3 separate regions of the Mus musculus genome follow, and regions 2 and 3 are each linked to region 1. Evidence: chromatin contacts called from public promoter capture Hi-C data. All regions are on one chromosome and are shown on one strand. The core of a region is the stretch at or near the end of the contact, and the rest is flanking DNA. Distances in the headings are between cores, read along the strand shown.

Region 1 (4,834 bases), core at 805-3,304:
AGGGACATCAGAAGGGGCAGTAACTTGGCTGGCACATTTTCCATCCCGCTTCCTCCTGGGCTCCCCTGGTGCTCCTATAGCTGCAGTCATTAAAGATCCATGGCGCTCGCTCTCGTGTTCTCTCTCTCTCTCTCTCTCTCTCTCTCTCTCTCTCTCTCTCTCTCTCTCTCTCTCTCTCCATTCTTTTCCCTCTCAAGCATTTTTAAACCTTCAGCGTAGTGTTAGGGGAACTTTGAACTCCATTGCTCTCATTTCATAATCCTCTTTTTCCTGATTATTCCAGAATTATCTTAGTAACAGCTTGATTTATTATCCTCCCTCAAGCCACCAAAGACAGGGTGAAGAAGTGCCTAAGATGTCTCTCTTACTAACTACTCTCTCCTTGGAAATCTTTCCATTCTTCCTGCATCACACTGTGCCACCAGCTTAATCTGGTGCCATCTTGCACTTCCTATTGGGATGAGGGGAAACTCCATTTGTTCCCTATCCACTGCTTTAGGCGTCAGTGGCAGCCCTCCCCAGGGTCATTCTATCAGTGAGTTAATCTATGCATCTGCTACCCACTACTGGCATAGCTACGTAACAAGTTCGCCTGTGCTCATGGCTCTTTGCCAGACAGATTTGTATTTTATCTTGTTCCAACTGTTTGTTTTCTAGCCAGAACTTTGCCAATCTCTATCCTCTATGGCCCTATGACTAATCTCCAAACAGTCTTAAAGACACTGCTCTTCTGCTCCTTGATTTAAGGAGTAAGTAATTCCTGATCCTAGACAATAGAAATAATCCTCACACTTCTGATCGAATACAGATTGTTTTATTAATTATTTTATTATTAATATTTGTATTCTTTATTAACGTGTGTGTGCACATGTGCATGAGTGTGAGCCTGCCTGTGCCCATTTGTATACGGAGTACAGAGAGACCAGAGGCATTGGATAATCCCTGGGCGCTGGAGTTGGGTGCTGGGAATTGAACCCAAGTTTTCTCCCAGAGCAGCAAATGTTCTGCTGTCTCCTAAGCCATCTCTCCAGCCCTTGCGTTGTCCTTTTCTTAAGGGCGGTATCTGACTTGATGCCACCAACCCCAACTGGCTTACTCTTCACTGCTCACTTAGCCTGCGTCTTATATAACCCAGGCCCACATGACCAGGGATGACGCTGCCCGCAGTGGGCTGGGCATTCATTCCCACATCAGTCATTAATTAAGAAAATGTCCTGGCAGAGCTGCCTACAAGCCAATTTTTCGTTTGTTTGTTTCAATTGAGATTCTCTCCTTTCAGATTTTAGCTTGTGTCAAGTTGACGAAAGATAACCAGCACAGATCTATTACTGGCTCATTTCTTTCTCTACTATTTAAAAAAAATAGCTAATCTGACCTTGCTAATTTAACCTGGTGTTTTGGAGGAAGAGAGAGAAGAAAGGATTGGCTGGAATGGATGGGTGTTAACCTCTCTTCCTGTTTCCCAGGGATAAAGCATTTGTTTTAGACAACTGACATTTACTAAGTAACTTTTTATCTGACTGGGGAAGTGCTCCAGTCTAAGTTGTTTCTTGTTTCTGCTTCTCGTGATTATTTCTAAATAGAGAAAAGATGACTCTGCTGGCAAGCTACACAACCTCTTGTTCTTTTTATGGCTGAAATGTAAGCTTTGCCTGCTGGCTTAGGAAAGAGGGAATAATTTAGATTTATCTTTGAAATGACGTAGGTCGTGACATCTAAGATTATCGACGTGAGATCTGTTACATGTTTATTACTTAAAAGTCGTGAGTATCATAGCTCTCTGCCATGTGTTTATTACTTAAAGGAAGAGCTGATCATTTTTAAAGATTTTTTTTTTCAGTAGCTTTAGATTAGATTTGCCCTCCAAAGGCCCAAATGAGCTCAGCTTACAAGTTATGCTCATTTTGTAAGAAGAATTCAGGGCTTCTGGTATTTTCCCTTGCAATCACTTCAAATATTTATTGCAACACGTAGTAACAGGATTTACTTAGAAATGGATATATTTAGTGGCTTGAAGAGGGCAATTCCCAAACTATGAGGATGCCTTTGGAGTGGCTGAAGTCAGACACCCTCTACTCTCCAGTGCCAAGCACATGAGAGGCCCGTGCAGGGACAGACCAGAGAGCTCCCTTCAGTTTTCCCGAGGTTGCTTCTAGGAGACAATCCAGAAGCCTATTTGCCTCTAAAGGACCCCAGGCATCTTGAACCAATCCCGTGTCGTATCTTGACAGTCTGTCAATTTAGCAGAATACTCAGATATCAAAGGCACACAAAGACCTTCAGCCCTGTGCCGTTGAACTAGGATTTGGAAGAATATGCAAATTAGAGTGAGGATGCTGAGTGAAGTTCGTGCAAGCAATTGACAGAGTGGCTTCTCCCAACCTCAACAACACGCTGCCTTAATGGACTTCCACAAGATGGTCCCTTCAGATAGTTCCTTTTTGTAGATTTACTGTAATCTCTTCCTTGCTTCCCTTGGTTCCTAGAATGGTGTTTTGGGAATACTGGAAGATCTCAGCTGGTCTCAGGCTTTAAATACCACATGGATGCTGATGCTGTAAATCTCCAGCCACCTGACTTGGAGAGTGTGTGTATCCTTCCTTCTCTCTCCCCCTCTCTCCCTCTCTCCCTTCTTCCTTTCCTCCTTCCCTTCCTCCATCCCTCCCTCCCTCCATTCCTTCCTTCCTAACACAGAGTCTTGTGTAGTTCAGGCTGGCCTTGAACTTGTGCTACAGTTGAGTATGGCCTTGAACATTTGGTTTTCCTGACTCCACCTCCTGAGTCCTGGGATTATAGGTGTGCACCACCATGCCTGGTTCACTCAGCAGTTAGGATTAAACCCAGGACTTTACAAACACTAGACAAGTAGTCTGCAAATTGAGTCGCAGTCCTAGCTTCAGACTTGAATGTATTTTCAACGGTCTGGCAGACATTTCTACGTGGATGTCATCTGGATATGTCACATTTATCACTGATGGAATCGAATTGTCCATCTTCTTCCCCTGCCAAGCCTGGGCCAACCAAACACCCCACACCCCCATTGTGATTCATCCCTCTAACTGCAAAGGCAACAATCCATTGGAGTCATCTCATCTGCTTTCAACCAGCCCCTTGGGTATTATAAAGATGCCACCGTGAAAGCAGTCAGAGGCCATTGCTTTTCGCCATTACCAAACTGCTTGGAAAGCTAGCATGTACTGACTGGACCACTCAAGCTGGAAGGCGAGGATCCTTTTAAAACTATCAAGCCATGTTACATCTGTGCCCTTCCCTGTTCTTCTGACTAAAGGCTCTGTTTTCTCTGTGTCCTGGGAGGTGTGTATAACCCTGTCCCTGTGGGCTTTTTAATAGACAGTAGTCACCACAGTCCTACCCACCAGGAGAGCAACTGAAGCCCAGGAAGTTTGAGGAAACTGTCTCAAGGCTTAGGGTAGATGTGACACCTTTCTAGCTAGCTCCGGATCCTTCGCCTTCTGAACTACAAGACCGCTTATGAAGTTTGGGCCTGGAAGACAATAAATGCATGTCACAGTGTGTCCCTGAGCTTCTCCAGGCTTCCATGTATGTGGTATTAATTTTCAAACAGGACAACCTAGGAGGCTATGTCAGTCCCATGTCCCCACAAGGATCACATTGTGACCCTCTGTCTTCCTTATGTTTGAATCCATATCTCTCTGTCCATTCTAGAAGTCCAGACATCTGAGCTCCAGGCTAGGGGGAAGTAGGTGTTTCCCGTGTCCTTTTCTAAGACCACATGGCCTTTTGAGAGTGTGTATGGCCTTTTCCTCGGGAAAACATCCCACAGGGTGACAACAGGAGACTCTGGTCACTGCTTATTGCTTAGAAGCTGGCTGTACTGAATACCTGTCCCCTTACACTGTGATTTCCCTCAGAGACCAGACCCTGGCTCCTGGAGGCTCCTACTCAGAGCCACTTCTTTCTCCCAGGGTGGTTTCCAGGGACACAGCATACTGGTTACCATCCTAGGCTATGCTTGATCAGCCAGCCTTACCAGGCCTGTCCTACAAGAGGGCATTGTTGAACAGAATGCCCCCATGTCTTCCTCCTTAGGGCCTGAAATAGTTGTGTTCTGTGATGTTATGTCACACCGAGCGGCTTACAGCAGGGCGTACTTGCTGTCTAAAATTCTGTGGTATTTCTGCTGTGCTGGCAGTTTTAACTAATGCCACGACCTAAAGTCTCCTGAGAAGAGATCCTCAGTTGAGCAATTACCTAGGTCGGGTTCTTGATCTTTAAACTGATGTAGAAGGAGCCTCTTGTGCTTGGCACCAGTCCTTGGGCAGGTGCTCCTGAACACTGGGAGAGGAGAAGGTAGCCTAGGGCACCTGTGTGAGTAGCCTGCTTGCATTCATTTCTGTGCTCGTGACCGTGGATGTGATGCGACTAGGGGCATAGCATCCTGCCTTGTCTTCCCTTCGATGACAGACTGAGACCTGAGATTATAATCTTAATGGCCATTTATAAAGAACTATATGTACCTGATGCCAGTCTCTACATATACAAGACCTGGGATACTGGCATGCTTGAGTGTGCGTGTGTGTGTGTGTGTGTGTGTGTGTGAGAGAGAGAGAAAGAGAGAGAGAGAGAGAGAGAGAGAGAGAGAGAGAGAGAGAGACAGAGGGAGAGAGAGAGAGGGAGAGGGAGAGAGAGAGAGAGGGAGATCAGCATTAGGTGTTACTCAAAGAATTGTTTATCATTTATAGGTAGGCCTCTCACTGGGACCTGGGGTATAATGACTAGGCTAGGCAGGATGGCCACCAAGGGCTCCACAGGCATTCATTTGCCTCTGCCTCCCTGGTGCTGGGATTATAAA
Region 2 (4,211 bases), core at 142-2,641, 78 kb before region 1:
AAGTAGGGTGCCTGACCCATACAAAGGGCTGTTCTGTCTTTCTCCCTGCGACCCTTCTGCCATTTGCCTGGCGAGCAATACACTAGATGACGTCCTTGGTCATCTGTGTGTGTCCACACTGTACCATGCTTGCTGGGGCTGTCTCAAGAAGGCTGCTGGGTAGTTTCTCTTTTCCTGGCTGATCTGGGGGACGGGGAGGGGATAAGGTCTGCAGAGCACAGTGGTGTGAGAAATGAGTCCTGTTAGCTGGAGAGAGAGCGAGAGAGAGAGAGCGAGAGCGAGAGAGAGAGAGAGAGAGAGAGAGAGAGAGAGAGTGAGAGCAGCATTTCCTCCCAGCTCTGCTTTGGTAAGCGTTAGCTCTGTTCAGTGAGAGTTGGAGCTGGCTGGCCAGCACACTGTACAAGCATTCCACAGGTAGCTCACCCAGCCTCAGGATCTCTTCATCCACAGACAGGTTTCGTGGTCATCTCTGCTTCTCAGGGCCCTGGCTGTCTTTACATCTTTTTCTCCTGCTTGGGAAACCTCCTCTCCACACTTCTCTGCCTGTGCCTCTAGGGCAGTCATGACCAGTTGGAATCTCACCCTCTTGGTTTCTTTTCCCCTACTGATGCAGCAGTGTGACCCTCAGTTGTGAAGGTGACTCACAGCGGTTAAGTAGGGGCTTAGGTCCAGCCTCTCCTTTCCTCCCTTCCCCTTCCCCTCTTCTCTCCTTTCCTCCCCTCCCCTTCCCCTCTCCTCCCCTCCCCTTTCCCTCCCCTTCCCCTCTCCTCCCCTCCCCTTCCCCTCTCCTCTCCTCTCCTCCCCTCCCCCCTCCTCTCCTCACCACAGCTAGCATAGGACTTCATTCCTCAGAGGACAGGGCACCCTCTTTACAGCTCATAAAGGCATTCTGGGCGAGTGGTGGCTTTGGCTTCTGACCTATGAGGCCAAGGATGACAGATGTCACAGCCTGCCCTTCCTTTTCTCCCTCATCCTTTACTCTTGCAGGGTCCCCAACATCTCCACATGCCCAAATCTGTATAGCAGAGCTCACCTCGGCTCCTCCAAGCTCCTGCCAGCCTTGTGCTGTGCTCACAGACTCCTTCCTTTCCCTCCGGGCTCAACTCTTAGAAACTGTCAGGAATGAAGGACATTTCTGGACTCTTTGCACCAAGAGCCTCAGGTCCATTGCTTTCTGCTCCCCACTTACACACGGCAGCAGCTTGCTTTGCATGGCTCCTTCAGTAGCCGATGCACACATCAGCTGTTGTGTCTGAAGAATGACCCAGTAGTTTTCAAGTTATCAGTTCACACAGACTGCACATACATCATATGTGCTCCAGCTCTTGGACACTAATGTCCCCTTATTAAGGCATAAGTCAGGCTTCCGGTTGCTATCCATTCTCTCTGCCTTTTTTAATTACTGCAAAGCAGAGGCAGGTCGTGGTTGTGCCTACCTCACCCCTTCCTGCTCCCTCCCATGCCGTTACTAGCTTTTTTTTGAAGTTCAGTTTGTTTTTCTGAAACTTGCCAAATGGCTTTAGGAAGCTGGGAACCCTATGAATGGATCAGCGGAGGAAATCCTTGTCTTTAGAGGAAGCAGTCCCTGCACTTTTGTGTGTGCGCATGTGTGTGTGTGTGTGTGTGTGTGTGTGGTGTGTTGTATTTTAGAGAAGCATTTCCATGGCAGGGCAGTGTGCCAGAGAGGAGGAACACTTCATGCCCAGGGTGCAAAGGGGATCCCCCCCTCCCATAGTAAGACACGTTGTGAATTACACGTCATTCTATGCAAATACATGGGAAACCTTCACTGGTGTCAATCAAAGACTGAGAGAATCTTGCTCTCCGTTTATTGTTTTCCCATTTCTCTGTCTCCTTGGCAAGCTGAGGCCACTGATCTTCCAACACGGGTAGGTACGGCTTGAGGTCTCTCTGGCCCTGTTAGGCTCCGTCGATTTCATTTTAGCTGGAAAAGACTTGAAGTGTGTGTGCACACGTGTGTGTGTGTGTGTGTGTGTGTGTGTGTGTGTGTGTGTGTAGTTATTTCCTGCCATTTGGCCTGAATAAAAAGGAAGACGAGAAGGGGGCATCTACTTTTGAGATGTTTGAATATCAATTCCTGTCTAAATAATTATTGTTGAGGGAGAAAGGATGCCAGAGTTTAGAGACTATAACAACAACTTATTATTCTCCCTTAGCAACCATGTGGAAGGTGACATGTGTCTTGTATTTCTGCAGATGGGCTGACAGCATAATGCACAGTATTGCTTTTTAGGCCCTATTTTTTTTAAATCACGTATACAGATGATAGTGCAGGAAGCTACTCAGAGGTATTATTTTCCTTAGATGGAGGAGAAAAGATACAAAGCAGGGACATTTTGGGGGTCACCAAGCTATTCCAGGGTGTCTTGTAATGCGTACTCATGAGACAAGGTGGCCCGGTCCCTCGTATTCTGGCTGTATTAAATCACGCCTGTGATTTCGCAGGCACCTAGGTCTTTGATGTATCCCTCCAGTAAATTGGAGGGGGGGGGGTCTTTTGTGCTGTGGTGTTTCAAAATTAATGACAAAACAACTCTATCTGCCCTTGGTTCTTTCCACGTTGTAGACAGCTGTCAAGATGGGTTGCAGTTTGAACAAGCTGGAGAAACGTGAAGAAAAGCGGCCTGGGAACATTTATTCAACTCTGAAGAGACCTCAGGTGGAGACCAAAGTAGATGTGACCTATGAGTACTGCTTTCTAGAGTTCACCACACTGACTGCCGGTGAGTACAAGGTCCTGGGAGGGTGTCTGGGTGGAACACAGTGTAGGATGGGGCCTATCCCACAGTCTAAGAGAGAGGACAGTCTAGAAAGTTAGCCCTCTGCCAGAGAATGGCTGGCTAAAATAGCAACACCTGAGTGATACGGCCCATAACAGTTACCTGAGCATTCAGGGGGCTGAGCCTGAAGGATAGAGAGTGTCAGGCCAGCCTGGATGACATGAGCGCAAAGAAATCAACCAGTCAGTCAGTCAGGCAGGCAATTACAAAGTAAGGCTCTGAGTCTGTGGGGCTTAGAATATGCTTGGCCCAGGGAGTGGCACTATTAGGAGGTGTGGCCTTGTTGGAGGAAGTATGTCACTGTGAGGGTAGGTGTTGAGACTTTCCTTCTAGCTACTTGGAAGACAACCTCTCCTGGCTGCAGTCAGATCAAGATGTTGAGCGCTCAGCTCCTCCTTCTGCACCATGTCTGCCTGGACGCTGCCTTGCTTGTCTTAGTTTTGGGTTTTAATGCCATGATGATAATGGACTGAACCCCTGGAACTGTAAGCCAGCCCTAGTGAAATGTCCTTTATAAGAGTTGCCTTGGTCATGGTGTCTATTCACAGCAATAAAACCCTAACTAGCAATCCATATGGATGGACTGAATTCAGCCTGTGGACCAGGTATTTTGTAGACTCTCTGTTAGCCAACCCTGTAAAAGAAAATGTCCTCTATGTTAATTGGTCTGTCCCCTATCTCCCAAGTTCATTGGCCATCATTTCCCTCTTGTTATTCTGGTTAAGCTTTGCCTCATCTGACAGATGGGGTCTGGAGTCATCTCCCACAATCAGTGCCTATGTCCGAGGGGACAGGATGTGGCCCTGGGATGACAGGTAAAGGATGCTCAAGTTACCATGGCAGAGAATGTCCTGAGATACTTAGCGTCCTGAGCACCAAAACCAAACCCGGTGTCTTCTGTGCCAGATTGCTTCCTTCTCATTGTCAGCCTGTCCAAACTAACATCGGGGTTTTCATTTTGAGGGTTCAGGTTTGCAGTGCTCACACACCCATATATTGTATACTTGGTTCCTACATGATGGGCACTATGTTAGGAGGTGGTGGAGAAGCAGGAAGTGGGATCTGACTGGAAAGAGTGGTCAATGGGAGCATTGCCTCTAAAGGCCACACCTGGTCCCATTCCCTGCTGGAGACCTGGCCACCATGACACCAGCAGCCTCTGCTCTTTATCTGTGTAGAAAGATCTGCGGGAAGTGCCTGGATAGCTAAGACACTGAAGCTGTGGGATGCTTTTCTTTTTTGTGGTTTTTGCACCTTGATTGTGTTTCTTTAATAACTAGGAGAGGCGTTGCTCACACTTCTAATCCCATCAGTGGAAGAGCTAAGAGTTTGAAACCCACTTTCATTACATGGTGTCTGTTGTCCGCCGTGAGAAAGTGGAGAATACAACAGCAACTCATGAAACAACAA
Region 3 (4,246 bases), core at 1,200-3,699, 120 kb after region 1:
TATAGTAGTATATATATTGCAATATATATTTATATATACTGCAATTTTATGAGCTCTTGTTTGTGCTGATGCAAGCAGCATTGAAGCTCATTTTTATTATTCTTAACCACTTCAATATATTCTTTTAATCTTTGGATCATTTCTTTTTTAATCTCAGTAACTCCAAGGCTTATTATGGAAAAGTATTAAGTGATCCCAGAAAGTAGGAATATCATTAAACCATCACCTTTTTTCTGGATACCAAAGCTTTGTCCATTCCCAACCTCTGTTTGGATCACAAATATAACTACCTCCTTTAGGGAGTAGAGTATATGGATCAAATTTAGTTGTTGACGGCTTCCATGGATGAGATCACCATTTTCCCACTAATTATATAGCCATCTATCTGAGCCTTATTTTTTAACTCTTCCTTTTCTCTTTTATGATTCAGGTTTTCCCCTCTATTGCCCAAATCATCTCTTTTCTTAATATCTTTCTGACAGAGCTGACTCATTAGTGTAGCTGCCTCCTGTTCTTTCAGGTCTGTGAAGACCCTCATACAATTCATATTGCATCCTTATATTTTGCAGAGTTGTTAAATCCTGTAAAGAACAGTTCTCACACTGATTCATGTATTCTTGAACTCATGTTTTCAGAGTTATTTCCCACAGCCTTAAGGGCTGTCCTGAAGGTCACAGCACCATCATTTTGCTGAGGATCCCCAGAAACATTCTTGCTTCCTGGAATCACACTGTTTGTGATTATTATGGAGCCATTAACCTTGGTAGGGAGAACATTCTCAAAAAAGAGGAACATGAAGTAAATCATGTGCTTTATTATGCAAACAAGCCTTATGACTAGATTACCTATCAGCACTCAAGGAGACCCACATCATGCTGTCTCTGCCCCAGGGGTGGGAACTGTATCACATCATCACTTCGGCGGTCATGCCAAATCCGGCAGGCACCCACACAAAAAACAATACATGTGGACCCTTCCTTCACATTCTGTATAAAAGTTAAGTAAAAATGGATCACCCATGTTGACATTTGGCCTCCACAAACGTGCTCTCGTGTACAGCACATAGGCAAACACATACAAACAGTCCCCAAAACATGAGCATCAATTGATGATCACAGCAGCTCAAAAGTAAAACTAAATATCTATATGGACAAACAAAAATATAGTGTATCCATACAGTGCAATAAAGAAATGATACATGCTGCAACCCTGAAAACACTGGAGTCATCTTAAGTTAAAGAAACCACAACGATGGCATATACTTCATGACTTTATTTATATGAAATATTCAAAATGGACAAAACTTTAAAGGTATAAAAAGGAGGATGGAAAATGGATGGTAACCTACAGGGGTTCTTTGTGGGATGATGAACCTGTCATAGAGTTGGACTATGCTGTTGCTGAGATATAGCTCAGTTGATAGAGTGCTTGCCCAGAAAACATGAAACCCTGGGTTTCATCCCTTGCACTGCATGTAACCAGCTGTGGAGGCATAGCCTATGCTTCTAGCAACTGGAAAGGTAGATCCCCAGGTAGCAGGAGTTCAAGGTCATTATAATGAATATATATGCATATATATAATATGAATAATATATACTAATGTAATTATATATTAATTATTTAATATAATATAAGCTATATCTTATATTTACATTTGCATTTATATAAACAAAAATTTATATAAATATGCAATTATAACTTTTAATTATAGTAATTAAAATATATTTATAATAATTATTATGATATACTATAACAAATTATGTTAAAATGTTATATATAATTATAATAATATTATACATAGTATATTTAATATAATAATAATAAGCAATAATAATTTAAATCCTCTGAGATAGAAAATGCTCCTTGACTCTTTTCCATGAAATCTTTAGCTTGTCTTTCATTTTAAATTAAATAAGGTAAAAAAAAAATATATATATATATAGGCTGTAGTTCAACTACATTAACATAGTTGTTGTATGCTATCAGTGAGGAGGTTCACAGAGTCTCCACTATTTCCATGTGTAGCTATTTCTGCTGCTTCATCTCCTTAGCTGCAGTGCCCTCTGCTGCTTAATGCTGATAGAGATCTTCTGCTTCTGGAGAGCCACCTTCAGAAAAAAACCGAGGCACAGAAAAATTCATGAATTAAAAGCACCATGTTAATTTAAGAAAACATTCATAACTCACACATCTTGAAAAATACCTATCCAGGAAAGAACTGATCTTAAACACACAACTTCATAGCATCCTTTGCAGGATTAGCACTCTGGAGGCTACTGTGTACATTCCAGACTGAGGGGCTAGGTGTGTAGTACAACAACGTATCCCTGTCCGTCATTAACATACCAGGGACCAGTCCAGCGATGCAGCACCAGTGCCCAGCACATAGTGGACCAGCAGTGATGCCACACTCTGTGTCCTGATCTCTCATCCTGCTCTAATGTGCAAAGGCCACAGGAAGCACCTGCCTACTGTGGGCAGTGCCGTTGAGCTTGTGGGAGACACACCCTACTTCCTGCCCTCAATAATCTCGTCCAGTCAGGGCGAACGTTATCAATGAAATTAAAGTCTATGTTAAAATCTCCTCGGAGTAGGGAGATGGGCAAAGGAAACAGCCAATCCTACCAGAAGTGGAGCTTAAAACTGGGCTTGAACGGATGGATCATGGGGTGGGGGAGGAAGTCTGAGTGAAGAGCCAGGGAACTCAGCGCTGCTTAGGTGTGATCAAGGGAAAGGGCCCCAGTTCATGGTTGTGGATGTCGGACACTGTGGACAAGGGCAGGGGTGATTATTCTCTTTCCATATCGCTCTTAGGCTTCTCTTCAGACAGTGGAGCATTGTACATGTTCACTCACCACTCAAACGCTGGCTGCTGCCCTTCCAAGCAACAGCTTCGTAAGCCCATATATGCATCTGAGCCGGAGCCGGAGCCAGAGCCGGAGCTGGAGCCACGCCCAAAGCCATGAAGCCTCCTTGCCCACAACAATGGAACCACCACGGGAGACAGGCAGGAGTGCCACACCAGAATATAGCAGCCACACAGACATGTCGCTAGCGTGCCCTTCTCACTCTCAAGGAAGAAGGAGGAATTCTGAAAAGGCCAAAAGCAGGCCTTACCAAGAAGCTAGTTGATAATCAGTGGGTCTCTGGCTGAGAATAGCCTGGGAACTTAACCTTGGTCACAGGAGAAGTAGTAGGGAAGTGACTAAGATTGCTTCTGGGTGGCTCCTATACAGAAGCATGTCACACCCGGGGCACATCTCTAACCTATGCTGAAGGATTCTTTTGGGGGGTTGGTGGTAAGAGGCCCACCTGTGTCCATTGTAATTCATACATGTACTTAGAGTTGGGTCCCAGAGTCTGGCGAGTGTGAGAGGGTGTACCAGCCAAGACTCCACAGTTGTGTGGCCTTGGCTGAGCACAGCGGTGATGCCTGTCTTTCCTTGCACCAGCTCTTCATCCCCAGTCCTGAATACTTTCTGCCAGCAATCATAGTCAACCTCTTTAATGCCTCAAGTGCCATTGCCAAGCTGGAGACCTGAGAGACCTAGAACACAGAGCCACCCTGACAAAGAATGGAAAAGAATGTGGCGACCTAACTAAACGGCTACTCTGTAACCCATAAGGCTAGATGTTGGCATGAACCCACAGCCCACAGCCTAGAGTAAGTCAGTGGTAAGGGTGCAGTCATTCGAGGGAAGAGCCCAGCGTCAGGGGTAAGTGCAGACTCACACTGCTCACCCGAGAAAGGGGCACGCTGTGATGCCTGCCGCCCACGTCTGTCAGGAGCATAGTAAGGCAGCCTTAAACCACTCACTGGGCTGGGGGAGATCACTCCAGCTCTGAATGCTTTTATTTTGACATTTACTGTTGCGCCTCTCATTTCTAATTGTGCTCACAGGTCACTGCAGCCTGCAAGAGATTAGCACTTGTGGACCACAGTGGTGTCAGCATTAAAACCAACACCCAGGCCTTTTAGATCCAGGAGACTGATAGTTCACCTCTGGGATGAACTCAAGTGTAAGGCACAGAGACAGAACTATGACAGGATAAATCCTCACGGAAGAGAAATATGGAAGGCATCACTACAATAGAAGTCTCTATTTTCCAAAGCAATCATTACTCAACCATCTTTTGAAGAGTAAAGATGTTGCCCACCCCTGAAACTCCAAATGCGTTTAATATGGATCCCTGAACATGTGCAAGGATTGTACTAAATTGCTTTCACAAACGCAAATTATTGCAA

The links. Capture Hi-C pulls out chosen DNA fragments and counts their contacts.
Region 2: a contact with region 1 is called in a promoter capture Hi-C map of adipose tissue. The contact joins two enhancer-like sites. A contact is called at or near these places in 1 of 15 datasets of contacts at CTCF or cohesin (CD8 T cells), 10 of 484 Hi-C or Micro-C datasets (B cells, CD4 T cells, Th1 cells and 5 more), 7 of 115 datasets of contacts at active chromatin or transcription factors (CD8 T cells, cardiomyocytes, double positive thymocytes and 4 more) and 2 of 9 other capture datasets (adipose tissue and liver).
Region 3: a promoter capture Hi-C map of adipose tissue shows a contact between it and region 1, with 2.5 times the contacts expected there. The contact joins two enhancer-like sites. A contact is called at or near these places in 1 of 39 promoter capture datasets (the C10 cell line), 2 of 15 datasets of contacts at CTCF or cohesin (CD8 T cells and large pre-B cells), 14 of 484 Hi-C or Micro-C datasets (the 63-12 cell line, 8-cell embryo, B cells and 9 more), 2 of 115 datasets of contacts at active chromatin or transcription factors (CD8 T cells and bone marrow-derived dendritic cells) and 3 of 9 other capture datasets (adipose tissue, liver and pancreatic islet).

The regions. Positions count from the first base shown.
Region 1 is chr17:50,089,316-50,094,149 of GRCm38.p6, reverse strand. All of the region lies in intron 3 of Rftn1 (raftlin lipid raft linker 1), which reads left to right. Among named protein-coding and RNA genes, the nearest start is that of Gm52302, 57 kb to the right of the region's middle. Within about 2 kb of position 2,054, at least 28 of the 459 cell types and tissues checked have an H3K27ac peak or open chromatin away from gene starts, as enhancers often do. A contact at or near this core is called in adipose tissue, where this site is marked.
Region 2 is chr17:50,167,536-50,171,746 of GRCm38.p6, reverse strand. It overlaps Rftn1 (raftlin lipid raft linker 1), which reads left to right. Exons shown (of 10, transcript NM_181397.2): 2 at 2,588-2,744. The coding sequence starts at 2,600. Among named protein-coding and RNA genes, the nearest start is that of Rftn1, 21 kb to the left of the region's middle. Within about 2 kb of position 1,391, at least 53 of the 459 cell types and tissues checked have an H3K27ac peak or open chromatin away from gene starts, as enhancers often do. A contact at or near this core is called in adipose tissue, where this site is marked.
Region 3 is chr17:49,966,829-49,971,074 of GRCm38.p6, reverse strand. No RefSeq gene overlaps it. Among named protein-coding and RNA genes, the nearest start is that of Gm52302, 66 kb to the left of the region's middle. Within about 2 kb of position 2,449, at least 40 of the 459 cell types and tissues checked have an H3K27ac peak or open chromatin away from gene starts, as enhancers often do. A contact at or near this core is called in adipose tissue, where this site is marked.